Linked DNA regions of Gossypium hirsutum: region 1 is linked to region 2. A link is a contact called in public Hi-C data. All regions are on one chromosome and are shown on one strand. The core of a region is the stretch at or near the end of the contact, and the rest is flanking DNA. Distances in the headings are between cores, read along the strand shown.

Region 1 (6,461 bases), core at 3,482-5,981, 130 kb before region 2:
AACATAGGATGGTGATGACTGACGGAAAAGACTGGAGTTAATCACAGCCTAATAAAGCACTCTTATCTGCCTCTACAAAAGAAGCCAACTCTCTTATATTATTAATTAATAAATGAAAGAAACATGGAAGGCTATGTGTGGCCGAAGTGATGTGATAGTTTATTAAGTAAAACTATTTAACTGATTTCAAATAAATAAATCTGTTAATTAACAGCCATGGCAGAAGAAAATGGACTAATTCAAAGTGAGAAAGTCAATTACAAGCTTATAACTGTATTGACAGACACCTTTTATGATGTCTCCTAGGAGCATATTCCCTAATCCCAGGGGTGGTACATCAGCCAGGCCTGGCTCCTGATTATGTTTGAATTTCGCAAGAAAATCTGCACAGTGTTGACCTCACCTTATATATGCCTGGAGACATCAGTTTCCATTTCGGCTTCTTTTCCTGCCAACACTTTTTAACAATACTTTTCATTAATCGTCACAATGCCATTACTGGAGCCAATCCATATCCATGGATCACGAGCAACATCCAAATGAGATAAGCATGTACGTGCATTATGAAGCAAGTTATCCGCCCAAAATCTACCTTCACTTTTATTCCCATTTGACCGCCCAATGTGATTCTTAAACTCGATCGTTCCAGACATTGGATAGAAATTTTCAAGTGAAAGAGCATTTAGTTAGAGTCAATTCCATTTTGTATTTGAATCTCAAAACTCGAAACTATAAATTATTATAACCTGTTTGAAGTTGAAAACCTAATTTAAACACAAAGGGTTTTTTCCATTATAAATCTTCCTCAAATTTACCCCACCATTTTTAAGGGTGTGTTTGAATGAGGAAAATTTTAAGGTGCTATCCTTTTTAAAGGCATCATTTTAAAATGTTAGTGTTTATGATTATTTTGTTTGGATAAATATTCTTTTAAAAAAATTTAAGTAATTGAAATTCCATAAATTTTAAAAAATAATTATAAAATAAAAATAATGATATTACAATAAATAATATAAAAAATATGTAATATGAATATTATTACTTTGATAAAAATATATAAATATTTTTAATAATATGAAATATAAAAAATATATTGGAATTAAATAAAAATTACATTTGAATTTTATATTTTTTATTTTATAGTGGGATAATATTTTTTTTAAAAATTCTGAAAGATGAAATTTGAGCTACTCAAAACTCCTCCTTAAATTTCTTACAAAATTTAAAATTTTTTAAATATTTTTATCTAAATAAAGAAATTTATTTTTAAGATTTAAAAACCTTAATAAAAAAAATTCACATCCAAATGTCTTGTCCAAACACTCTGTAAAAGCATACAACATTTCTCACTTGATGAACCCCAAGTTCACTCAATCTTATTACAAACACCTTTCATTATGGGTTCTCTATATTACTCAAATTGTTTAAAATCAATCTCTCAATATTAATCTAAATTTCAAATAGTTGGTCCAATCTCCGAATAAAATGGAATTAATTTTTTCTATCATGCAAAAATAAACACAAACTAGTTGAGAACTAAAAAAATAGAGAAATTGTAGGAAATAATAAGAAGAATTAATGACACTAATAATAAAAATTACTACTAAAAACATAAAATAGTAATTAAATTAATAAATACTAATAATCACGAAAACTAATGAAAATTCTAATGTAAAATAATAGAATGAGTGATTAGTTTGATTATCATAAATCACTTCCCTAACAATGGGGCCATTTTTTCTTTTTTGGTGAAAAAAACAGGCAATTAATTACACAATAATTTCTAGAGCAAGACTGTCACTTGCTTTAACAACAAGAGGGATTACAAGCACCTCTCTTGAGATCTCTACAAACAACAATTTTATTAACCTCTCTAGGAATGTGCTGTAGAACCCAAAGTCCTACGTTCGTCAATAGTTAATAAATTTCACCTAGTTAAGGTAGAGTTCGAAACTGTCAAAGAAGAGTCTTGTATGACCTTGATCGCCTCTAAATTATCCGTTTGAATTATCGCTCTGGCATATCACCTATTTGGGATGAGAGCCAAATACGACCAAAACTTTAATAAACCGAAATAGGATATATAAATTTAAAAAAATAAATAAATATTCACTTCAAACTTTAAAATTTCATTATTCCCTAGATAACTACAAATACACGATGTGATTATTAAGTAATAATTACAACAAATAAAATGATGGAAAAATATTTTAGAGATGGAAACTACTCGCCGAACCTAACCCGAAGGCGTGACGGATAATGATTTCCAAACCCAAATGTGATTCCTAATCATACTTGACCCGAGTCTGATCGCTATTTCAAAATTGAAATATTGAATGGCCCACAAATGAAATGAGACCAATTATTCGGCTTTCGGTGCATAAGTTGGGCTAAAGTCGAAAAAGCCGTAGTGCATCAGGGTCATGGGCCCATGCCCAATCATTGCCATTTGTTTTAACTTTCAAAAACAAAACTTATTTTTTTATGGAATTTTCAAAAGAAAAAAAATACATTTTTAATTTTGATTATTTTGATCAAACGAAATTGCATTAACAAGAATGGGGTCTTTAGTTCATTCTTTTGCTAAACAGAAAATGGAAATATTAAAAGAAAATGAATAGGTGATTTTTGACTTTTTATTTTATTTTCTTAAAAGATGTTACTAAATATTTTTATTTTTAATAATTTAATAAAATAAAATGGATCATTTTGGGAATATTGTTCACACTACACGCGCATAAGCTAACGTGGCCTAATGAGCCAAGCCATATATATTTGGAAACATATATAACATTTTTCACGACCTTATTGGTTATTGAAATGTTTTATTTAAAAAGCTTACTATACATAATTAATACAATCAAATTAAGTAGCGATTTAATTTTTAATTTAAAAAAAAGCCAATTAATTTTAGAGCATGAAATAGTATATTACATTGTTTTTCATAATAAAATATAGAGGTGATCTACGCACTTCAGAATTTAGTGATAACATTTAAACATACAACTCAACATTTTCTTTTACTTCCATTGGTGGCATGGTTGACAACAACATTAACAATGGTACTGATCCCTTTGTTTTCAAGATAGGCGGCTATAACCATCATAAGATTGAATCACTTCTACCTGACAATAATTGTAAACCAAAATTTGCACAATTGTACATATATATATATATATATATGATATGTAGAATGAGATTAGTAAGAGACTTGGTAGCATGGGCAGGGATACTAACAGTAGTTCATTAGATCCTAATATTGTTGATGAGCTGTTAAAAATTAAGACGATCACAATCAATTAATGAAAATATTTAAGATGATATGAGGCAAATTTCAAACATATAATTATTCACATGTACATATCAAATTTATTAATATACGTAATAAGGATGAATGATGGTATAATTTACCAACTACATCAAAAGTTGTAGGATTTATAGTTGGCACTACAAATGAGTCAACAACTATGCAAGATGTTACAGAGGAACATAGAGGTGGTTTGCACCAAATGAGTTACACCCAAGTCTTATGTCCATGCAATACCCATTGTTGTTTTCATATAGAGAAGATGGATACCATACTGAAATTATGCACAAAGGTGCCGAATCTACCAGCTCTAAAAGGACAAAATTGACTCAACGTCAATGTTATGCTTATCTGCTTCATTGTAGAAAGAAAGAAGGTCACACTTTAATTGACAATGGTCGTTTGACTCAATAGTTTATGTGTAATGCTTTTACTTATGTTGAAGCGTAAATATTTTATTGAACGTTGAAGAATCAACCTAAATTAAGGGCATATATACTATAAAGGTTTGGAAGATGCAGTTGTTAGAGGTGATATATCTCCTTCATTTGCAGGAAAAAGAATTATCTTTCCTTCATCTATTATTGATATTTCAAAATATATGATAATTTCCTTTTATTATTGTATCTTAGAATATTAAAGTGTACATTACCAAAATGTGTGATGCAGAATGTTGGGATTGACCCGTATACGCAACAAACAAGTAACATAGAAAAGGTCAAACACATAAACATTTACGTGGAAAAGACAAATGAGGCTTCGACTTTTTATTAAAGAAATAAAAAAAATGAGAGTACAATATGAAAAAAATAAATCTAAATGTATTAAATGTATATTATCCAAATCACAAAACAAAGCCTTAACTCAGGAAATACTCTCACCAAAACTTATATGTGACTATATTTTAAGGGTAATATATATTTAAATATTCTGGTATATCAAAACATGAATACAAAGCCTTTAAAGGCTAAAACTAGATAATATTTTTAGAATAATCAAAATTAATTAAAGAATAAATAACAGAATTTAATTAGGAAAAGAAAATCCTAATTTAATAAGGAAATAAATACGACAAAACCCCACACATAAAGTTTAGCAAGGGGAGTGAATCTATTACTTTCATTGAATTAGAATTTAATTACAACTATTTAACTACATTTACTAAATTATTTATTTACTATTTATAAAAGAATTACTAATCTAATATATAACAGTTACGGTTTTAAATTATAATTATTAACAATATAATTAAACCATAAACACAATCAAAATAATTGTCTCTGAATATTTTATTTAAATGATTGTGTCTCGCAAGTGTATATTTATATCAATTGTAGGGGTAAGAAATCTAGTAACCATCTAAGGGAAAGAAGAGAAAATCGAAAAGATATTTTAACGCTATCAAGTATCGGATTCGTAACGTAACGTAAGCATAGAATTGGGTAGATTCGACCCGGAACCGGCCCATCGTACACATGCTTGGTTGCACGTGCCCGCTGCCCGCTTACCCTTGCATCTATCAATCCACCCATCTATCAGACGTTGTTCGGCCTTCTTAAAATATATAGAAAATCCAATCCCACCGTTGGCCGGCGAATTATCCCTCCGATCACCCTCCGGTCTGATCCATGACGTTGTCAGACGAAGAAGATGAGTTTTTGGCGAATTTCCTTGAATCCGAGCTCTCCGATGAGGTTCTCTTCCGTACCCCCTACTATTTTCTTTATCGATAATAACTTTATGCCTTTCTGATGAAATTGAATTCTGTTCCGGTTTTAGGAGGAGCCGGAAGCCAAGAGATTGCGCGTTGTGAAGGAAGATGAGGAAAAGGAGAAAGAAGACAAAGGAGGTGGGGCTTCTTCTTCGAATATGAATCCGAATCCGAATCCTGGCCAAGTGAAGAACAATAATAATAGGAACAATCCTAGGAGGATTGAGAGTGGTACTTTCAGCAAGATTCCACCTGAGTTATTTACTCAAATCCTCAAATTCCTCTCATCCGAGGTCCTTTTCTGTACTGTGTAAATTTCTTTTTTCCCTCTCAAATTCTCAGTTTCTGATTTTGTGTTTGTTATGTATAAATTTACAGGATCTTGTATCGTGCTCGATGGTGTGCAGTTTCCTGAATTATGCGGCATCTGACGAATCCTTATGGCGCCGACTGTGAGTATTTTATTGCATTTGATTTCTGATGTTCAAAGTCTCTTTTTTCTTTTTTGCTTTTTAGGTTTTAAATTTTGTTGATTATTGCTACTTGTTGGTCAAGCTATCTATTAATGCATAATTAAAGCATTCCTTGTTAACCAGCCACTAATGTAGCTGCTTAAGTCCTTGTTGACATCATGTCTCGGGTTCAAACCTGAACTACCTCATCCCCATAGCCCTCTGATAAAAAAGAGAAGGCTTTCCTTTGTAAGATAAATGGAATTTGAGTGATTGAAGGTTCATTTACACTTCCTTCTAGTGTCTAACTATGTCTAGGTTGCAAATTCATTGTTTGCTTTAGTTAATTTTGCAGATATCTATACGCATTGTTGTAGTGGTTTGAAGGTTTGCTTCTTTATCACATTTATGCTTGTTGGCATACCATACAATGCCAACAATATGTATGTATCTGTAGTAACCAATATCGACCCTTTCACTTGGTAAATTCTTGTTTTGCAACTTGAAGCAAAAAGTTTGAACTTCTTCAGGTATTGTATGCGATGGGGTTTGTTGCCTCCAACACAAATACGAGAATGTCCTTGGAAGAAGCTTTATATTCAGGTACTTTTGGTTTATACATATCAATTTAAGGTTCCTTTATGTTTTAGACTTTTATTTTATTAAAACCTCACATATCTATCCTGTGTAGGAAATCTTTATGATCACTCAGTGGGCATACTGCCCTCCCTGCATGCTAATTTTACCTGTGCTCATCAGCTCATGACTACTAATTAGTATGCCACTGGTTGCCATTTTAATCTATTTCATTGAACTTTGAGGGAATAACATGCATGTGTAGTCAGCTATTTGTATTGTACTAGAATTTGACTGGAGAAATTTATCTACTATCAGCTTTTAGCATAACATTGTTTACTGAGAATTTCAATCTGTGTACTTGTTGCGGTTAAATCAGCTGGTTCGCATGCTGCGTCTTTTCTCTATAACATTT
Region 2 (6,061 bases), core at 1,966-4,465:
AAAGACAATCAGTATAAGCAAGACAATCAATATAAGCAAGAGTTACCTGAATAAGTTTTTGGTTACATGCATCAAAAGATTAATGTGATACACATTACTTTGGATAAAAGAGAAAGGGGAAAAGAGACCAAAATATGTTGAAAGATGTAGAAGAGGAATAATTTCCACTTGTAATTGGTTAAAACTTAAAACACTGATGGATAGGCTAACTACCTTTTCCAACCCATTGATATGATGAGGCTGGAGGTAACTACAAAAATATAATTGCATAGAAAAAATATCAGTTTTTCAATACCTCAACACCAGTTCTTCCATTCAAAACACGTTCTTTGTCAATTCCCCAAGATAAAAATTCAGTAGTCCTCCTTCCTTCACGATCAGTAAAGAAGATATCCTGGTTTTCTTTTCCTATCTCCAAAATCCAGTTTGGTAGGGAGATCAGTACATCAGCAGAATCAGTTCTCCCATACTCATGAAATGCCATTACAACCTTCAAAAGTGAATAAGAAACTTTAAGACAGATGCTTCCATATAAGCTAAAGACCACCAATAGAATACTCCAACAAATGCAGAATAAAAGTTTAGATATGTCAACCACTTTCTGATTTGAGAAGAAAATATAAGTAAAAAAAAAATAGAAATGCATGGATAAAAACCAATGAAACTTTTGAAAGAAAGCATTACATCACATGTAAAAAAGTGCTTAGTAAAGAATGGACTCAAAAATGAAGATACTTAAACTGAAACAAGCAGACATCATTAGAAGCAGACGTCATTAGACACATTCCTTCGGAATTCCTAGCAAGTTTCATTATATAGATGTTAAGAGGATGTAATTCATACAGAGACAGTCTTGAAAGCCATTTCCCACTACTGCATCAACTCTCAAACAATGTTAAACATCTACGGCGAGAGCATAAAGACAGGAAGAGAGAAAATTCAACTTTATTTAGTTGAAGCCACCTGTATCTTCATCTTGAACTCTCGGATATAGTTAAATAATTCCCGGTAGCCAGACCAGACATACTTCTGTGGATTCCAACACTCAACAATTCCCCACCAACAATCTACAATGACTCCATCTACATTTAAGGAGTTCATATGACTTAGCTCTTGTCTAACATCATCAGGATCGGCCAACTGACAGAAGTTGTTGATGACACCTGTCTGCCAAAGAACAGAAAAGAGTTAAATTCTCAGAAAGAGAATTTGAAAGTCAATGTGAAAATTAACAAGCCATGATAAGAACTGTGCATTTCAAACTCTCAATTAGAATATCAAAGACAAAGCCTCACCGAAAGCTTTACATAAACAGGCACATATTGGGTGCCTGTAAAGTCATTATCGTGCTCTGTTGAATGAACATCTTGTATAAGCTGCTTCAATTAATCACCATATCAGATATATATTTATAACGTCAAAGAATTCAAAGTACAGAGAAATTTGAAAAACATAGATGATGGCAGGCAAAGCAACAATTGATATCTATCATTTGAATAATATGAAGATGTAACCACATTCATTTTTAATCTTAAATTATGGCTATAATCCTAGAACAAATTACTCTAACAAATCATAATAGTGACATTATTATTTGTAAAACACAGACAGATTGCAACTCAAAAAGCAGAGGGATGAAGAAAAAGAAAGGAAGAATAAGAAGCAATCAATATGTAGCTCAAAATTTACCTGATCTGCCTCCAGGCACTCAACTGAGTTGATAGGACTAGTACTTGGATATTTCTCACTCCGTGTATCTCTCTCAGCTATAACAACGGAATCAAGAGATGCTGGAGACAAACTGCCATCAATTCTGACGACAGGTTGCTGACAGTCTAACGTTGCTTTAACAGAGCAGTTCTTCAAAGAAGTAGCCGATAGTGGACTTTCACCTGACCTTACCGAAAATGCTCCCTGAGCATTATCAATGTCAAAATATGGTTGCCATAAAGATAAATCAAGCACTGTGCTCATAAAGTAACAGCCAGTAAAGCATTTACAATATGGATGTCCAGAGAAATTATCAGGATACTGACTAAAGCAAAGAATGTACAGCTATTAAAAGCCACAAAAAGCAAACTTCAAACATAGGCACCAGTGGCTCAAGGGCTAATTAGATTTTTTATATCTATCCAAACCATGCTTGAAACTGACGCTATTTGATTCCATGAGATTAGCATATATCAAGTGCGTAGAATGAACATTATGGTTCGGAAAAACAGCTTAAATGACATATCGAAGTTGACCTAGATAACCATGTATTCATCCCACTTAAGAAATTGAGAACTGTAGCAAATTATTACTAATTGCCTAAACATTATAGTCATATTTTCAAGTAAAATAATTTTTGTTCGGTAAGTTGTTGGACTGGACAGAGCTAAAGCAAACCAAGGATGAAATAACTGGGCACATGATATTCAAATCTTCGAATCCCCCCCCAAAAAAAAAACAAAGCTGTCAGTAAACTTTATGCTTGGAGAAGAAGAGGAGAGATTCGAAATAATAAAGTAATCAATCAGCATTATCAGGCACCTCTATATAGAGAGAGAAAAAGAGTAAATTAGTAGGTAAAGAAAGAAAACGAACCAAATGTTGTTGATGTTGGGGAGGTGGAGAGTGCCTGTAAGTAGTGCCGTCAGGCTCAACGGTCCAACCAGCCTCACGGGCCAAGGCGGCTAGCACATCGTTCATATCAGCACGCGCGGGAAGAGGGAAATTACCGTATTGCCTCAAGCCGGCCAGCATACGGCTAGTGATGGCTCGCCTGTGTCGTTCCCGAAGCTTTGTCCTCTCTTTTTCTTTCTCTCTCTCACGTTTGCCCTTGCCGGAAGAGGCAGTGGATGCGCCGGCAGATCCAGAGGGAGCGCCGGTGGGGCTCACAGAGGCAGCAGCCGCAGCGGCGGTTGCAGCGAACCCGCGGGGTCTCCGAGGCTGAGGCTGAGGCTGAGGCTGGGGCTGGGGTTGGGACTCCATGGATGGGATCTAGCTTGGAGAATTTAGGAATTTTGCATAAATTATATTTGTGGTTCTTTAGGTTGGGAATCAGGCAGTCAATGTGGTGGCCACCATCATCATCGTCATCCTCGAGCTTCACTTCACACTTCAAATCAACTCCCTTCTTGCTCTCTGTCTTCCACACACACTCTTCCCATTTCTGATCTCTCCCTCTACGACTGCGTTTTTATTTTTTAGTTTTTTTTCTCTTTTAACTATTAACAATGCTTTATTCCAAAAAAATAAAACCATAAATGATGGTAGAAGTATAAAGAAAAAGAAAGATTACGAAAAAAAGTTAATTTTTGTAGGTTCAATTAATGAGTAAATTTTAATTTTTGTAGGTTCAATTAATGAGTAAATTTATTTTTATTAAAAATTTTATTTATTTATATTAATTTATTCTTTAATATAATTTATATGGACTAATTTAATTAATTTTTTAATAGAAAAATAAAATGTAATCTGTTTTTTAAAAATTAGATAGGAATTTTTTATAAACAATGCTAAACCCATTAATTTCGAAATAAAAAAACAATTTTGGAGATCATTTATCATGCATATTTTATGCATTTATATATTTCATTATTTTTATTAAAATTTATTTCAAATGAATAAAGGTATGATTGTGAATTTGTAATGTTTATATATTTAATCTAAATTTTTAAATACTTTATATTAATTATTTAAATTTATTTAAAATATATATTTTATATATAAAATAATTTTAAAAAAATTAAAATAATAAATTTAAGACCTTAACCATGTAAATTAACAAATCAAGTTTATTATGTCAATTTTTTCCCTCTCTTTTTTAAGCATATTTCAAATAAATATAGTATCAAATTTATGTGTTTTAACTTGAAATTTAGTCATATTGTCAACAATATTTAAATATGGTTGAGTTTTTTTATTTAACTCAAAAAATTTTATTCAATTTAATTCGATTTTTTTAGAACAAATTAAGATGATAAATTTGGACTCCTCAACTATAACTCAAATTTGTTTTTACTCGGATCAATCAAATGCTCACCCTTAATACTAAACACTTAAATAAACAAAACTTTTTAAATGACCAGTTTTATAACACTTTTCAAAACCAATGAATAACAATCCGTTTTCAGTGGTGCCGAAAAATGTGATTTTAGAACCCTATTTTTCAATGATCGAGTATGTAAATATTATTAATTAATATTTACGAGTATAATATAGTTTTATATTGACTTTTGATCCGGTAATTTTGTTGAGCAGTTAATAATTAAGACACAAAGATTAAATCGTAAAAATCGTAAAAGTTAATCGCTATTGATTTTTATTAGTTAAAAAGGTTTAAATAATAATTATTGAGGGGTTTAAATGACAATTAAACTATTTTCAATGATGGTCGACGGTTAATGTATATTAATTAGTGAATATATGTTATTTTTTTAATATTAAATTTGATTTTAATTATATTAAAACATTGAAACAAAAGAAAAAGTGGCCATTTCTTTCCTTTTCTCCACCAAATCCACCTTGAGCCAAGGAAGTTTCGGCCAAACTTTCTCCCTTGCATGATCAAGATTTGAATTAACCAATAAATAATTGAGGAAAATGAAAAATTGTTGATTAGTCTCTACACTTCAACTTGTTAACAATTTTTGGAGGTAAGTTTATATGGTATAATTATGTTTGTAAACATATTGAATGTGTTTAAATTAAGGAATTGTATATTGTGGTTGTATTTTGAATTAGTTATAAAATAGTACAAAAGGTGAGGAGTGGACTAAATTGTAAAGAAATTATCCAATGTGTGAAATGTACGCGTATGAACCTAATATAGGATAGGATACAATTGGCATATCAATAGGGATATCTGGGCGTTGTATGGGATATGATATGAGAGGATACTGGTGTATGGAGAATTCACTATTTAAACTAGAATCTAACATTTGTTGCGGATTATCGAGTCTTGTCTCTACAGAGACCCTAGTGTGTTCTAGAGGGATGTATTGTCTTGTGACATATGATGCCTACGGACTTAGCACTTCGATGCACAAGTGTGTTTTAGAGTTTCGCTCAAATGAGCAATCTGATGTGTTTCTAGTGGCTACCTGCATATCTGTATCTGTTTATTATAGTTCATCGGGTTAAACAATTAGTGTAAAAGGAAAATATCTGATTGATAATGTGTATTGTATATGAAATGTATATATATGTGACTGGAATGATGAAATGTTGTAAATATGTTCGACAACTCTGATAAAATGACATTAAATGAAAATGTTTTGTATAATTTGAAATGTTATAAGTTTATAGTTGACAAACTCGCCTTACTGATGAGAAATGTTGTAACACCCCTTAACTCCAACCCGTCGCCGGAACAGGATTACGAGGCATTACCGGAATTAGACGCTAATAACGAACAACACCAAGTCATAAATCTATATTTCAATTTAAAATTTCTCAAATTCCACCTTTAAGTCCCTAATATGGACCTACGAGGCTCAAAATATACTTAGGAAGTGTTTTGAGATTAAACCGGGAACTTTGGAAACTTTTCCTTGAAAATAGGGGCATATGCCCGTGTGGCCTGGAGCATGCCCGTGTGGCCTGCCTGTGGGGCTCCCATGGCCGTGGGGCCAGCCCGTGGGCAGATCTAACTTTCTCACACGGCCATGGGACTAACCTGTGGCCAATTCTGACTTTACCACACGGCCTGGGCACACGCCCATATGATTTGGCCATGTGATAAACATGATTTTTCACAATTTTAAAGCTATTTTCACATATCAAACACACCTAATTCATGCCCAATACATTGACTTATAAATCTTGATCAAATAACATTCATCTATTCATTTCAAATACTTCTTAAAAGTTACAAATTACCTTACACCCAATACGTAAAATATATTTAAGTGGCCAAAACAAAACCTAATACATGCCAATAATTTAGTTTAATTACTAATTTAATCATTTATCCTTTCTCTATTCTATGATTAAGCTTTTATGCTCTATTCAATTTAATCCTTTTTACTAATTACTTCTAATTAAAAATAAACTCACCTAATTAAAATCTAATTCA

The links. Hi-C and Micro-C count contacts between places; a contact is called where the count stands out from the background.
Region 1: a Hi-C map of leaf shows a contact between it and region 2, with 2.6 times the contacts expected there. The contact joins the promoter of LOC107946824 here to the promoter of LOC107933475 in region 2. A contact is called at or near these places in 3 of 34 Hi-C or Micro-C datasets (all in leaf).

What each region holds. Positions count from the first base shown.
Region 1 is chrA12:101,837,225-101,843,685 of Gossypium_hirsutum_v2.1, reverse strand. LOC107946824 (F-box protein SKIP31) reads left to right here and starts at 4,731. Exons shown (of 9, transcript XM_016881290.2): 1 at 4,731-5,001; 2 at 5,087-5,311; 3 at 5,397-5,470; 4 at 6,001-6,073. The coding sequence starts at 4,936. LOC107946823 (ABC transporter G family member 14) reads left to right here. Exons shown (of 5, transcript XM_016881289.2): 5 at 1-146.
Region 2 is chrA12:101,701,723-101,707,783 of Gossypium_hirsutum_v2.1, reverse strand. LOC107933475 (beta-amylase 8) reads right to left here and starts at 3,215. Exons shown (of 10, transcript XM_041083331.1): 1 at 2,587-3,215; 2 at 1,690-1,914; 3 at 1,296-1,376; 4 at 964-1,167; 5 at 296-490. The coding sequence starts at 2,973.